Linked DNA regions of Triticum aestivum: region 1 is linked to region 2. The links are chromatin contacts, called in public Hi-C maps. All regions are on one chromosome and are shown on one strand. Each heading gives the region's core, a stretch centred on a gene start, on an enhancer-like site or on the middle of the called end of the contact. The rest is flanking DNA. Distances are from core to core; before and after follow the strand shown. Region 1 holds the start of LOC123189142 (ATP synthase subunit d, mitochondrial). Region 2 holds the start of LOC123189140 (serine/threonine-protein kinase D6PK).

Region 1 (2,967 bases), core at 248-2,747, 250 kb after region 2:
AGTGTTCCTCCGGTATTCGGGAGTTGCATAATCTCATAGTCAGAGGAATATCTATAAGTCATGAAGAAAGCAATAGCAATAAAACTAAACGATCATAATGCTAAGCTAACGGATGGGTCTTGTCTATCATATCATTCTCTAATGACGTGATCCTGTACATCAAATGACAACACATGTCTATGGTCAGAAAACTTAACCATCTTTGATTAACGAGCTAGTCAAGTAGATGCATACTAGGGACTCTCTATTTGTTTATGTATTCACACATGTACTAAGTTTCCGGTTAATACAATTCTAGCATGAATAATAAAAAATTATCTTGATATAAGAAAATATAAATAACAACTTTATTATTGCTTCTAGGGCATATTTCCTTCAGAACGTGTGTATGGCCTCTTCCCGAGGTTTGTTTCGCGCGATAGTTCGCTCTGACCAGGGAACACTTGAACACGCGCGATTAGGATCCAACGACTATCAGAGGTGTGTCCTCGATACGTCTAAAAAGTGGAGTTGCACTTTTTACAATTTAGGTTCTTGCAATATATATATTTAAAGTACTTGGAAGATTAAAATAAAAAATGAAAACAAAAAATGTGAAAAAATAGAAAAAGACAAGGCAGTGGCCTCCCCATGCGTTGGGACAGCCCATTTAGGCAGGTGCGTGGTTGCACGGGCTTGTTGGACGGGCCAATTCACGAGCTCCTTCCGTTGAGAGCTGAGTAGCTGAATATGCCTCGCTTTTCATAGTCACTCCCTTTAACACCAGGCAATCAAAATGCGCGCTAGTTGTGAATTGAACAAGCAACCTACCTCGTCAAGGTAGGCTGGTGTAACCACCCCGCCACCCAGCAGGATCTAGTAAGTATCAACCTTTTCCTTCTTTCCTTCTTCCTTTTTTCATTTTTCATTTTCATTTTCCCTTTTTTGTTTTTTGTTCTTGCTGGTTTGATGAATTATGTGCAAATATGTGAGCTTTTCTAAAAAAAGCAATGATTTTTTTAATTTTTATGAACTTTTTTTAGTTTTGGTTAACTTTTTTCAAAGTCGATGATCTTTTTTTTCAAATTTGATGAGCATTTTTTAAAATTCAATGTTTTTTTCAAAATCCATGAACTCTTTCTCATTTTTGATGATTTTTTTCAAAATCCATGAACATGTTTGAATTCACGATTTTTCCATTTTTTTATGAATTTTTCGTTCTGTTTTTTCAAATGCGATCGAACGAACCGAGAGGAAATAAAATCTCGCTCTACATGGGCTGGCCCACCAGGGTTGATGAGTGGGCGCCTTTAACACTACACCGAAGAGATGAATGGTCTCTGTTTCGTGGGCCAATACCAAGCAGGCCCCATTAACAGTCACCAGAGAAATACTCCACGGCCCAGGGTAACGGAAAGTCTGCTCCACAGCCCCAAACGGCTGAGATCGTTTTGATGAAGATCTGGCGGCTGAAATTGCCTGGAGCGGGGAAGCCCTGAGCGCCCGTCATTTTAGCGCCGCATAAACTTTTTTTTTTGAAGGAGATAACAGGGACATATTACTCTGGAGCCTGGACCGAACTCCCGAAACAATCAAGAGTCACACAGCCCTAGCAAGTCTAGCAGATCCAGAGCCGAAGATGAGCGGGGTGAAGAAGGTGACGGACGTCGCGGCCAAGGCCGGGAAGGCGATCGATTGGGACGGCCTGGCGAAGATGCTCGTCTCCGACGAGGCCCGAAAGGAGTTTGCCAACCTCCGCCGCACCTTCGAGGACGTCAACCACCAGCTCCAGACCAAGTTCTCCCAGGTATCCTTCCAATCGCCGCCGGCCTCATCCCCGTCTCGCGCTCGGCTGGTCGATCTGGCAAATGTGCCTAGGGTTTGGTCCTCGGTCAGATCAGATCAGGGGAATCTTTACGTTTCGCTAGTCAACTGCGGTTGCGCCGGGGATCTGCAAATCCACGAACAGGGGGCAATCAAATCTCGGTTTCGCCTTTAGGATTTACTTGCCCGGTTGGTTAGTTATTGAACTATTGAACGATTTAGGGATTTGATGTTAGGATTTGGGAGGAGGTCGAGACATGAGCAAGAACATTTGGGGGAATTTCTGGATGGATCGTACATCCCGTGTCTCTCCCTATTGTTCCTCTTATCTTTGGTACATCTTACATTTTACTCCGTGTAGAACTACATATTCCTAAATCACTGCACACCCCAACATTACCGACTGGAAAAGGTGTGGCTTATTTGATCCCTCTTGTAATCCAAGCATTGCTTTTGAACATGAAATTGTAACCTCTTGTGAGGTTCTCAATGGAGGCATGCATGGATGAACTAAGTAGCCTTCTTTGGCATGTTATATGCTTGGAAAGTTTAACCCTGTTTGTTTGTTATATTTAAATTTAACTTCTTATGGCTACATATGAAACATGCATCGCCATTTCTGGCATATCGACTGATATGAGAGATCTATATCTATCGCTACTGCAGGAACCAAAGCCAATTGACTGGGAATACTACAAAAAAGGAATTGGATCGAAAGTTGTGGATATGTACAAGGAGGCTTATGATAGTATGTGTATTTCGTACTCTCCATCTACTTGCATTTCTAGGAAACCAGTGTGCTATAAATTTGTAAACAAGATGGTTTTGATTTAATATTGGATTTTTAACTAGTGGATGATATGTCTTCCAAAGATTAAGAATTAGGATACCGACTGTAACTTGCTTATAGTTCAAAATGCCCCCTTCACAATATTATAGTAGTGATGTATACTTCATGTATGCATTCTAATACATCATGTTTTAGGTTTCATCTCCCTTCTTGAGGGTGCCCCTAGCAATATGTTGTATGATTATGTTAGGAATTTCAATCCTGCTATGTATTTTGATTTATTCACACCAAATGATTTAGCATTTAGTTTTTGCTACTTTCCAGTATAGCTGTTAGTCTCGCTAGTCTATGCTCATTCAATCTGTTTAACCTCT
Region 2 (2,700 bases), core at 72-2,571:
TTCAAGCTCACAGACTCCACGATCTCCGAGCTCGACATGGGCGCCTTCCCAAGCGCAATAAGCCTCTTGTCCGTGCTCGTCTGCCCAGAAGCCCGCGCCGAGGTGCGCACATTGAAGGATCTGAGGAGCCGGTCGAGGTCATCCTCGACCGAGCACGACCGGCCCCCATGCTCCTGCCCCACCGGCTTCACCCTCACCCTCAGGTGGGTGACCCCGCCCGGACGGGCGTCTTTGGTCTCATCCACCAGCTCGACTATCTCCGGGCACCCTGAAGAACCCATCCTCTCCAGCACTCCCACCGCCTCCAGAAATGCTCCCTCCTAGGCGCCTAGCAGAGTATTGAACTTGCGGAGCTCTGCAAGCAGCAACCGCATCTGGGTGGGTGGTGATGCGCTTCAAGTTAGGACCGTTGGCGCCTGCAGTTAGGTGAGCAAAGAGGCAGCTTTCCCGGATCGAGAAGCGGCATCACGAGGCAGGCCCTGCAAGGGAGTAAGCAGAAACTGGATCAGACGGTGTGGGTATTCATGCACAAGAAAGAACCTTATTGGCACTAACATAGTGGAGGAAAAAAGGTGGGAATCTGGAGCTTGAGCCGATCTTGGTGCCCTTGTACTCATTATCATCTCCCACTAGTCACCCTTCCCCACCCATAGTTAAAATTTGAAGAAAGAACTATAGAAAAAACGAAAGCAAAAGGGACATAGATGCGGTAGGTGAGGTGGGGTTTCTCTCTCTTTTCTTGTAGCGAACTGATGCAAGATCCGTAAACCTCCGGGCGGCTTGAGGGACAAGAAGACACAAGCAAGCACCAGATGGGCGAACAAAATGGGGGTTACTTTGAGCCAAGCCAAAGGCACAAACGCGCAGAGTCAAAAAAGAGAGAGGAAGAGCCAGATTTGCGCACGAGAGAGAGGAGGGAAGCGGGGGATTTGGACTTTGGAGCGGGAGAATCTTACCGGCGGGAGGACGGCGGCGACGGCGGAGGCGAGATTTAGGGTTTCGAAGCAGCGGCGGCGACGAGCAGGGGAAGAGGCGGCCAGTCAGCTTGAGCAGCAATGCGCGCACATCTGACGAGGAGGCAAAAGAGGAAGAGAAATGAGAGCGGCTGCCTCCCCCCTCCCCTCACTCACACCTATGGGCTATGGAAGTATGGATGCCGCTCCTCTCTCCCTCGCTGGTCGCTGCCACACTCACCAAACTCACGCACGGTGCCCCCTCTCTCTCTCTCTGGCTATGGCTATGGCTATGGCTATGGCTACGCGAGGGAGCGACGCGCCCCCACCGCAACCCAATAAAAACACGCACCACCACCACCACCACCCCTACCCTAGGATTTACGCTTGTTTATTTATGGCCGCTATTTATTATTGCTGCCTGTAGCAGGGCGTAGCGTGCCTCCCTTTCACGCGTCTCTCTCCTCGCCCTTTTCCGTGTCTCCCTCCCTGGCCAGCAGGGGGAGGGGAGGGGAGGGGAGGGGAGGGCCTTTTCTTTTTTACTTTTCCTTTTCATGACTCGTGTTATCACGCTCGCCGCCGGTACAGGGCGACAAGAATACGACCCGGATGCAGAAAGCAAACTGTAGTAATTTCTTTATTTAAACGGGTTCAAAGCCACCACTACAGAGACTGTCGATCTCTAGCCGCACTAGTGGATGCAATCGCAGCCAGAAGATGGAGTATAGTACTACTGGAGCAAGTGGAGTAGTAATCTGCTTGTTACATATTCGCGGGAGGCCAACTGATTGTGCCGTTACCTGCGTGGTCCGTCACGTCAACAGCGCCGCGTCATGTCGTGCCGCCGCTGAGACACATGGTTACCACTTCACCGCTGTATGTACTGTCCCTAATCTAACCTGTGGGGGCGCACCGCAGCACTGTATCTGTATGTATGTGTGCTGGTAGAGGCAGAGGCTCACACACCACAGACGCCTCGTGCGCGCCTTGTATCCCCGCCGCGGAGCGCCTGCCCCACCCCCACTGCTCTCCTCGTCGTTTTACGCACGCATTCATCTGCTCCACGCGCACCTCGCGCCTCGCTTGATCCTTTGCCCAAACGCGCGGCGCGGCTGCCGTGCCGCCTCACCCTCGCCAGTCGCGGCCCGCCGTCGGCCCGGTGGATTGGAGTACTTGTATAGTACTCCTATACTCTACCTGCGAGATACTAGCACGAGTCGCTCGCCAGTAGTAGTAGAGTACACAGGCTGACACCGACCTGGCAGTGCAACCGCAAGTCCGCAACCGCAGCTGTGCCTCTTCCTCGCGGGAGGATGTTGCAGCCTGCCCTCCTGCCTGTAGGATACGAGCCGAAACAGATCTCGGTGGGTGTCGACTGTCGAGGCATCCAGCTGACGTTTCGATGCGAGAAAGAAACGACGTTTCGCTTGCGGGGCAAGGGATGTTGGTGCCAACTGCCAACTGGTGTGTGAAGCAAGAACGATGCAAGTATGGAACCAGTGGTGGCGGCTGGCGTAGGAATCCGGTGTGTTTTGTTTTGTTTTGCCTCAACGAGGAATCCACTTTCTAAACGGAAATCAAACGGGTTCTTGTATATTTCGTCAAGACGTGAAACTTGCGACACCATCAGGTTCTGATTCTTGTACTCCGTCGCATGCGGCCTGCGGTCAGTGCCGCCGCCTAGAAGCTCGCCGCGCATTGGAATGCGGGGCAAAAAAGAGAGGAGGCGACGCAACGCTCGCCGGCC

Evidence for each region. Hi-C and Micro-C count contacts between places; a contact is called where the count stands out from the background.
Region 1: a Hi-C map of leaf shows a contact between it and region 2, with 5 times the contacts expected there. The contact joins the promoter of LOC123189142 here to the promoter of LOC123189140 in region 2. A contact is called at or near these places in 2 of 5 Hi-C or Micro-C datasets (both in leaf) and 1 of 1 datasets of contacts at active chromatin or transcription factors (leaf).

The regions. Positions count from the first base shown.
Region 1 is chr2A:508,425,904-508,428,870 of IWGSC CS RefSeq v2.1, forward strand. It overlaps LOC123189142 (ATP synthase subunit d, mitochondrial), which reads left to right and starts at 1,498. Exons shown (of 5, transcript XM_044601487.1): 1 at 1,498-1,786; 2 at 2,470-2,551. The coding sequence starts at 1,619.
Region 2 is chr2A:508,172,678-508,175,377 of IWGSC CS RefSeq v2.1, forward strand. It overlaps LOC123189140 (serine/threonine-protein kinase D6PK), which reads right to left and starts at 1,322. Exons shown (of 3, transcript XM_044601484.1): 1 at 957-1,322; 2 at 1-479. The coding sequence starts at 281.